Regions from separate parts of the Zea mays genome. Here region 2 is linked to region 1. A link is a contact called in public ChIA-PET data. All regions are on one chromosome and are shown on one strand. The core of a region is the stretch at or near the end of the contact, and the rest is flanking DNA. Distances in the headings are between cores, read along the strand shown. Region 1 has its middle 80 kb from the start of LOC100502532. Region 2 holds the start of LOC100502532 (chloride channel protein).

The links. ChIA-PET counts read pairs in DNA pulled down with a chosen protein or histone mark.
Region 2: an H3K4me3 ChIA-PET map of seedling shows a contact between it and region 1, with 9 times the contacts expected there. The contact joins the promoter of LOC100502532 here to the enhancer-like site in region 1. A contact is called at or near these places in 17 of 25 Hi-C or Micro-C datasets (bundle sheath, ear, endosperm and 5 more) and 2 of 3 datasets of contacts at active chromatin or transcription factors (leaf and seedling).

What each region holds. Positions count from the first base shown.
Region 1 is chr9:112,461,861-112,466,955 of Zm-B73-REFERENCE-NAM-5.0, reverse strand. No RefSeq gene overlaps it. Among protein-coding and RNA genes, the nearest start is that of LOC100502532, 80 kb to the left of the region's middle. Within about 2 kb of position 2,660, at least 17 of the 20 cell types and tissues checked have an H3K27ac peak or open chromatin away from gene starts, as enhancers often do. A contact at or near this core is called in bundle sheath, ear, leaf and 4 more, where this site is marked.
Region 2 is chr9:112,541,612-112,546,420 of Zm-B73-REFERENCE-NAM-5.0, reverse strand. It overlaps LOC100502532 (chloride channel protein), which reads right to left and starts at 2,173. Exons shown (of 4, transcript NM_001398833.1): 1 at 1,438-2,173; 2 at 922-1,300; 3 at 1-812. The coding sequence starts at 1,697.

The sequences.
Region 1 (5,095 bases), core at 1,411-3,910:
GGAGGAGGAGCTTCTATTATCTGATGTAGAAAAAACGGATTTAGGGTGCCGTTTGATTCACGTATCGGTAATATAATAGATGAATAACTGATAACGTTAGATCATATTTGTTTAGAACCAACAGTAATCAGATAGCATATTAGGAACTAATACCGACCTATTCAAATTTGTTATCATTGTTACTCGAGTTTGAATAATTACCGTTATCATTTACGTTACATTTCGTGAACCAAACGACACCTAGGTGTTGTTTGATTCATATAATTGTAACGTGATGTGTAACAGATCACGTTAAACCATGCTTGTTTAAGTCCAACCATAATAAGATACCACACTGGAAATTGATATCGGCTTACTCAAACTTATTACCGTTGTCACTCGAGTGTGAATCATTACCCTTGTCATCCATGTTACAATTCGCGAACTAAAAAAGACCTTATAGCCCCAAGGCAGCTAGGAGTCGTTGGAGCTCCATTTGAAAGGTCATAGATGCCTTCTGTCCATGGACGCACCGGACAGGAAACAATGTCGATTTCCTTCCTTTTCTGGCGAAACCGACCATTGCAGCCACGACGCTCGTGGCACATGGCGAAGTCCACGCGTCACCCGTTGATTGCGTTGCCGACCGTTGGCGTGGGCGCGGCTGGCATACCGGACAGTCCGGTGAATTATAGCCGCGACGCGCTGAACTTTTCCCGAGAGCGGCTGTTCGCTAGGGGAGCCAGCCTGAGCACCGGATAGTCCGGTGCACCTCAGTCTAGCTGGACTCAGCCAAACTCTTCCAATTCAATTTCTCTCGTTTTAACAAGGCTCCTAGCACTTAGTAGAATAATATTAGTACCAAAAACAATTTACTAAATCTAGAATCATACCTTGATTTTCCATTTGCATCTATTTGACACTTAGCACAAAACAATATATGTTGAACATCGAATAACCAAAATATTTATAGAAATGACCCAAGGGCACATTTCCATTTCACAGTCTGACTTGTTAGTGTGGACAATCAAAGATTATATCAGTTCGAGCGAGAGTTCTAATTTGTTACGATATCTTGTTCAGACTAAGCTCCAACTCTGCTTAGTAAAAAAAAAGATAAAGCAAGGAGAGCTAGCGTTTAATGGGTGCTTTGTAAATTTAAACTCTAGCTTTTATAAGCTGCTCTATCATGAAGTCTATGGAGCCAAAAAGCGATCTCAAAGAACCTTCATAGTCTCATGCATTACGGGCTCACTAGTTAGTTGCTTGTAAATTGCTAAGGTCTTTATATATATCATATCATATAGATAGATCTAGTTTAAATAAGATATTTATTAAAATATGGTTATATTTTTTGTATTTTAAAATTATTAGTATGTACTTTTACATTCATATAACATAAATAGACATGAGTTGTAATGGTAGAAACCGAGCACTTAAAACTAGTGGGTAGCATTCGAATCCCTACACCCTATTTTTAAAATATTTATTTCTCGTCGTAGAGAAAATTTATTCGCTCATTGTATTAAGTAAAGATAAAGATTTGATTCTCTCTGGGGTGGGAGAAGTAACCAAATGAAAGCCAGATAAAAAGTCTCGCCTCACGGCATGGCTCACAAGCACCAATATTAATATAACAATAACAATTGCAATAGAACGGGGGTAGTTATACCAGAAAGGTGGGTGAGAATGGAGACAGGATCATGAGGAATGAATGATAGTACTAGTGTTGACCAGATCTGGATCACCCCATCAGGCGATCACGTACCAAGTCACTAGCTATCACAGGAGTGCTCCAGCTTGATGCGCGATTAATCGCATAGAATAATCTGTGACTCGGAGAAATGGCGATGAGCGCAGGCAAGCAATGTGGCCATGCCCGCGACAGGTGGCCTCCCTGTCTGTCGTGCCAAGTGACCAGGCATATGGCTCCAAGCTCCACGAGATTCGGACAGACATAAAAGAGGCCCAATAATTGAGGGGAGCTCACGATCCCTGGCTTCCAAGTCACATGCATACATCGACAGAGACAGATACAAAGGCCGGCCGAGTGATTGATCAAATAGACGGCTCCTGCCTGCACCCAAGAGCCGTTCTAAGTTTGTTTCACAGTCTTGCCCTTGCGTTGGCGATAAGTGATGGCTAGGATCCGCTGTCTGCGCGACCTACATATAAGGGGGTGAGGGTCTAGGCCTCGCTTATTTCTTTATTGTAAGTATTAGTGTCTAGATTTTTTACCATTAAATCTTCTGCTGAACCTAACTAAAATGTCCTCGCTCTAATATTTTGGTGTCTATCCTTAGAAGTGTGCCTTCATTTTTGTTTTGTTCTGGGTCTGTCCCTGTTTGCGCCCATCTTGGCATGCATGGCGTGTATACCTGTCCGTGTCAGGCTTTGTTCGATTATTTCTTTTTCACATTGATTGAAGGATTGAAGCGGACTAAGATGTATTGAAGCAGATTTTAACTTGCTATAAATTTAAACTGACTTAATTATATCCAATCCATATGAATTAACATCTAACCGACCCAGTCCTGAGGTGGATTATTGTTAAGAAAAGAAAGAAAGCAAAAGAGCCGGCAGATGCTTTTGGCAACACAGCAGCCGATGGTTGAGCCCAGGAGGCCCGGAGAAGTTGAGAATTGAGATTGAGAGCAGAGAGAGAAGCCCATCGTCTTGTGACTGCCGCGCTCGCATGCTGCCTTGAGTCGACATGCAGCCCAGGCACAGCAGCAGGCCCTCTATACTGCAGTAGCCTGCATGCCCTCCGAATTTTTTGCATTTTGGTCCTTTATCGGAAAAAAATTCACGTTTGGACCCTAGAAAATTTTAATGTCATTTTTGGACCCTTTACTCGGCGCCGTAGCCTGTGGCGCCGAGGTAACACAGCTCGGCGCCATAGGCTATGGCGCCGAGGTACGTGTTGCGTTGGCACAAACGGATGTCGTGGCGCCGACGTGGTGCCGAGCTCGGCGCCATAGATTATGGCGCCGAGCTCTATTCTATACAGAAAACTTATCTAGCTTAGTTGGTAAAATACAAGACCCTTAACCTTATGGTTGCGGGTTCAAGCCCCATGGTGGGTGGTTTTTTTTAATACTTTTTGTCTTTGTCACTTTTTTGTTTTTTTTGTTGTCCATATTTTTTGTTTATGTCGCTGATTTGTTTGTCCTGATTTATTTCTCATCCAGTTTTATTTTTGTGACTGATTTGTTTATTCGTCCAAATTTTTTTATCCGGCGAGCACAGCAGCTGTGTGCCACAGTGCTCACAAGCCGTCAACTTCTCCCCTTGTTTGCTCAGCTAACCACAATAAAAATCAAATGAGAACACTCTTACTTCAATCGTGATCAAATAAAAATATTATATTTTCATTGAGTTCTTTTGAACATAAATTTTAAATACATAATAACATATTCCCAGTAAAAAGAAGCACACATAATCATCTTTTTTTCTTCTGCACTAAATAAAAGTATACTCCATTATATACTTGTCTCATGGATGATATATTTTAGAATTTACTGCATATACAGCTGTTGTGCTCGCAGGATAAAAAAAATCTGGACGAATAAACAAATCAGTCACAAAAATAAAACTGGATGAGAAATAAATCACGACGGATAAATCAGCGACATAAACGAAAAATATGGACAACAAAAAAATGTGACAAAGACAAAAAGTATTAAAAAAACACCCACCGTGGGGCTCGAACCCACAACCACAAGGTTTAGAGCCTTGTATTTTACCAACTGAGCTAGACAAGTTTTCTGTACAGAATAGAGCTCGGCGCCATGATCTATGGCGCCGAGCTCGGTACCACGTCGGCGCCACGACATCCGTTTGTGCCAACTCAACACGTACCTCGGCGCCATAGCCTATGGCGCCGAGCTGTGTTACCTCGGCGCCACAGGCTACGACGCCGAGTAAAGGGTCCAAAAATGACATTAAAATTTTCTAGGGTCCAAACGTGAATTTTTTTCCGATGAAGGACCAAAATGCAAAAAATTCGGGCATGCCCCCCGCCCCGGACTTGTGCTGCAGCACATGCATGATGCATGCTTCGGCCGGCAAAACAGACAGGTAGATAGATCCATAGAGGATAGAGCTATAAATCAACTAAGGCGTCGTTCGTTTCGGCCGGAACGGCCTATTCCCGGCCTCTTTCTGGGCGGGATGAATCAACCCGACTTAGAATCCGGCCCAGTCTGTTAGAGCCGTTCGTTTTAATCTGGACCAGAAACAGATCCACCTGATTTGAATTCCCTTCGCTTAATTCTTGGTCTGGAACGAGTCCTGGTGAGCTACCTCCCGGATTGGTTCCTGGGCTAGTGACTAGGAATTAGTGACAACACATGTATCACTTGATCCTGGGCTGCTTTCGATCCTGGCCTGGTTTGGACGCTGGCCTGCCGAACGGGCCTAAGTGTTAAAGGCCTTCATCTTTCAAAGATCATTAAAACACTAATTAATCATTGTTTTCTAATACATCTCTAAAAAGTATCACAGGTGCTTTAGTAAAAACCACCTTCAAAATGAATCAAACAAATATGAAAGTACATTTCTACTGGCGGACAAAACTGATCTCCGACCGAGGCAACATACAAAGAAGCTTCGCCTGTGCACGCAAGTGACAAATGTGTTAGCTGAAGTCGATAACTTTAGCAACAACAGAAGAACTTCGAACATAAGCCAGACGAGAAGCTACCAAACAACGGGGGCTAACCCGTGCAACCGAGGATGGAATAAATACATTATTGCCCTGATGTCATTTGTAAACAATGTGTGTAAAACCTTAAGGGGCATGATTGTAATTCTGTGCAAAGACGGTTCATTTTCCATATAAATAGATGAACAATGCCCTGCATAAAGCTCCAAAACCTTTTGGAGGGTCATCACTCCGTTTTACTTAGCCTACGAAGAACCTTTGTGCCACCCTGTGTGCGGGAGCTGAAGGTGTGCTTGTACACTCATTTATCAGGAGAAATAAAATAAAATACTAAAGCATATGAGATGAGTTGAATAAGAAGTTCCACTTTGTGGCTTTCATGTTGTTTCATTATGTTCCTTAGTGTTAAATCAATACGACGAAGGTCTTTATATCTAACTTGTGTTGCCT
Region 2 (4,809 bases), core at 924-3,423, 80 kb before region 1:
AGCAGCGAGTCGAGCCTGAATTCGCCGGCGGTGCCCGTGGAGAAGATGTTGCGCGTGGCGTCCACGTTGGTGGCGTGGAGCAGCGACGCCAGGTCGTTGTAGTAGCCGGTGGGGCAGTTGAACTGCTTGAAGTTGCCGGACTTGCCCACCGTCGGGCACGCGTCGCCGAACGCCGGGTCGCACGGCGTGCACGGCACAGCGAACGGCAGGAGGTACAGCCCCGCCGACGTGAACACGGACACCGCGAGGGCGAGCGCCAGCTTCGCCAGCCGGCCCTTGGCGTTGATCAGGTTGTACAGCCGGAGCACCTGGTGGAGGACGTGGTTGTAGAGTGCCCCCAGGACCCCGCCGAGGACGCCGACGAGCGTGACGGGGAGGAGGTCGCCGACGTGGTAGCGGACGGTGACGTCACTGACGTCGAAGAGGATGAGCCCGCCCTCGCCGAACATGCCGCAGCGCCCGTCCCTGCACACCTCGATGAAGCCGCGCAGCACCACCACGACGGTGGCCGTGCTGAAGAAGGTGCGCCAAAGCAGCGCGCTGCGCCACCACGTCGCCACCTCCTCCAGCGCGAACAGCACGCCGCCGACGGGCGCGCGGAACGCCGCGCACACCCCGGACGACGCGCCGCACGTGATCAGGTCCCGGCGGTCGCGGTCGTTGTTGAAGTAGCGCAGCCACCGCCAGCGCAGGCGCCACCGGCCCTCGCCGCCCTGGCTGAGCAGGTTGGCCAGGCACGCGCCGATGTGCACCAGCGGGCCCTCCTTGCCGAGATCCATCCCCGACGACACGGCGCCGATGCTGCCGATGATCTGCAGGCACACAGACAGCACGAGACAAGGAACGGAACCGTTTCTTTTCTTTTTCAGAAAAGCCCCAAGGCCCCAACCAAAAAAAAAAAAGAGAGAAAAGCGGCTTGACCTTGACGATGAGCTGCGGCGCGCCGAACATGTTGGGCGTGTCGACGCCGTTGAGATAAGCCTTGATCTCGGGGATGCCAGGGCCAGCGGCGGTGGGGGCGAAGACGACGCAGAGCACCGCGGCGACGAAGGTGAGCGCGAAGTTGACGCCGGCGAAGTAGAGGAAGCCCGCCCAGTAGCGCTTCCCGCGGACGAGGTTGACCATCTGGAGCATCTTGAGGCCGGAGATGTTCTCGATGGCGAGGTTGATGAGGGACGCGATGACGCCGGTGAGGAGGCCGACGAGGAACGCCATGGCCCACTTGAGGAAGATGTACTGAAGCACCTCGACGTTGGAGCGGCTCCGCCAGTCGTGCTTGAACAGGTCGTTCTCGATGATCCTGCGTGCCAAGAACAGAACAGACAGACAGAGCAATTCAATTTTGGGACGCAAGAGCAGAGCCAGCCGCACTTCATCATCAGCCACGATGACAAGCATGGAGGTATTAGTAGTAACAAGCTAAGATGGAATGCTCACTCGTAGTCGAGGCTCTCGATGTGGGAGACCTTGGCGCCGACGATGGCCAGGTGGCTGGCCGTCAGGGTGGTGCTCCGCTTGAGCAGCGGCTGCTCCAAGGAGCTGATGCCGTTGCCGCTGCCGCTGCCGCTGCCGCCGGCAGGGTCCTCCGGGTCGTTCGCACTGTCGTCGTTCTTGCTGTCCGAATCCGGCCATTCCGGCGCAGGACTGGGCTCGGTCGCCGGATCCCGGCCCAGCCTTGGGCTCTGCTCTTCCTCCATGGCTTTCCCCGGGACCGGGAGAGAGAACTATTGCCTCTAGCCTCTGAAGTCTGAAGCAAGCAATTGGATGGGACCGTGGAATTCGCCTTATCTATGTGATTATATGTCTCTATGTGGCTGGCTGGACCGACAACTTGCAAGGATGGGGGGGCTTGGATGAGTGGTGACCCATTGACAGAGGCAGCCTGATGAGTGATGAGAATGAGATCTCTCGTTTCAGACACCTCAACTTCATATAGGCCAAAAGAATTTGGCCTTCTCTCGCGTCTTTTGCTTGAAAATTTCTAAACTTGCCGAGTCCTAGCCCTCACATGAACATTTTGCTTTCAGAATGTGCTTTGTTTACGTGATGAAGAAAATTCAGCACAGTTGGCACCAATAATAGAGTTTTTTTTTGAAATTTAATACATGTGATCCCTGCCTTGAGGGGGTGAGGTGCCTCTTGGGAGGTCACCAAGGTTCACAGCTCGCACTTCAGGTGAAGAGTGCAATGGACACAGCAAGCTCATCCGGTGTCTCACTTTTGTGACCACGCACTTGCCCCCTTGGCAACCTCACCTTGCCTCTATGGATGGATTGATTATTGATAGAACGACCTCAAGGTGCAACCTCACCTTGCCTTTTGGACTATGGTCTATGGATGGACTGGCGGACTGTGGTTTTTTTTCCCTGAGAGAGAGCAAGGAAAGTACCAGTTGATCATGAACCTGGATGGGCTCAGTTCCTTGGCACTTGCCCACTTGCATTCCTAGTTCGATGAACCACGAACAAACAAAGGCAACTTCAATACTATGATTTAAGCCAACTCATAGGAGATCATATATAATAGTCCTTAAAAGGGGGAAATGAGATATGACTAGAGGTGATAATGAGCTCTAAATTTTACAATATAAGATTTAATGATTATATCAGATTAGGATTAGACCTTATTTTTATTCATTTTTAACTAAAATTTATTTAGGCACCTACCATTTTGTGAAGAAGCATTTGGATCGCGATATGCCGATACGTGTATGCGATGCTTACAGTCCAGTCCAGTGATCCAGTGGAGATAAGAACGGGGCGAGGCTGCACCGGACTATGATTCGTAGGTTGGGATATCATATATCCGTAGAAAGTTACTGATCCAATCTTCTAATGCACAAGTTGCATTCGGTTATGGTTTCTTGGGTGGCGAACATGGTGATGTAATGCACACATCTTTTCTTTTTTCCTTTTGAATAACATCCAGCAGGCTCGGAGTGACTCCACCCTCCGGTCGCTTAAGAAAACAAAACAAGATGTGATGCGTACGTGCGCTTTTGTTAAGGGTTTTGTTCTCAGCGTCTGTCCAGAAAATATAGGCCTCTGTCATGTCTAAATTGTTATGACAAATTTAGTATTTTATAAAATAGATATATATAAAATTTAATGCTTATCTTTTCCTATGTTACCAAGCTACAAATAAGAATAAAATTTTGTATAAATTGTTTCATGCATTATTTGCTCCCTGCTACAACAAAAAAAGTGAAAATACCTAAATCTGTATCTATATCCAAATTTTATATCTATCATTTGATAGGATATATGACAAATTTGTGGTTTATCTTTTATAAATCTTTACAAGCTCAATGCTAAATACAAGAATACAAATTTGCATATATGTAATAACAAAAACCGAAAAAATTAATCTCCAAAATAAATATTTGTTTTTCATCCCTCACTTCCCCTATTTTCTGTTAGGTGTCAAGGTGCACTTAACAGTGCATATTTCCATTGGTAGTAGATAGATTCTGATATCATTCATATTCTAATTGGACTCTATTTGTTTTGGAAATACCACAGAGCTAAATTTTCAACATAAGGGGACCATTCAAACCAGCAACAATCATACATGCACATAATAAAGGTATATGTAACAACCAAATAAACATTTATGTCAGAGTACAAAAGATAGCCGAAGAACCAAAAAGGGGAACAAAATTAATATTAGCCATATATATATATATATATATATATATATATATATATATATATATATATATATATATATAATCTTCACTCACTCAATCTAATCATTTTAAAAAATCATGACAATAACATAAAAGTAGTTAAATAGGGCAAAAATAATTAGCTCCACTTTTGATGCTTAAAGATATTCGGATCACATATTGCAAGGGCTAGCATGTCCGCGGACACATACCATCTTGAACACAATGAAGAATGTCAAAACTGATATCAGTCCGATGTTGATCCTATTCTTTGCTGGTAGACTCTCCAACACCTCTTGGAAAGTCCCGTTGGGAAGAAGCACGTGAACGTTGTCCTAGGATTGGCAAGCCACTTAGAGCACTGTCAAAACTCATTGAGAGATGCAATGAAAAACAAGATAGAGGTAAACAAAGGGATAAAAGAGATAGTATATGTATTTTGATCGATTGGATGCTGGGTACCTCAATCGAGCGTGGTTCACTCATGTGGTCTTATCCCAGTAAAAAATAACTCTAAAATGTGTTGGGTACGTTTCCAATTCTAAAAATCAACTTAAAATGAATTGGTTTGAAAACCACTAGGTCGGGGTTTCACAACTAGACTGGCCACTATAGTCGCCATGGCAGAGGAAGTTGGCCTGGTTGACTTTGGGAATCTAGCCTTACTACATTTGGAGGTTGGCCTAATTGACTTTGTCATCGTGGTACTCGACCTAGTCGGTTTTGGTGGCTAGCCTAGTTGTCTTCTGATAGTCGACTAGAGGGGGTTGAATAGTGAAACATAAAATTTAACACAAAACAAAACATGATCCCAATTAGAGGTTATTACACTACACAAATTAATCGTGATGAAGAGGGAAGTTCTCCTTGCATGCAATTGCTCTTTTCAATGAGAGGGTGATTTAGACTTAGAACAATACAAGAATGTGAAGATGGTCAATCGCAAGAGGACTTATGTAGGAAAGAAGTAATGCAAATTGCAATCACAACAACACAAGAAAGACACGACAATTTGTTTACCGGAGTTTGGTTTCACAAAGAAACCAATGTCTCCATTGAGGAGTCCACTAAGGACCGGGTCTCTCTTAGCCCTTTCTTCACTCAAGTGATCATCAAGATGAAACTTGAGTTGCTCTTCTCTT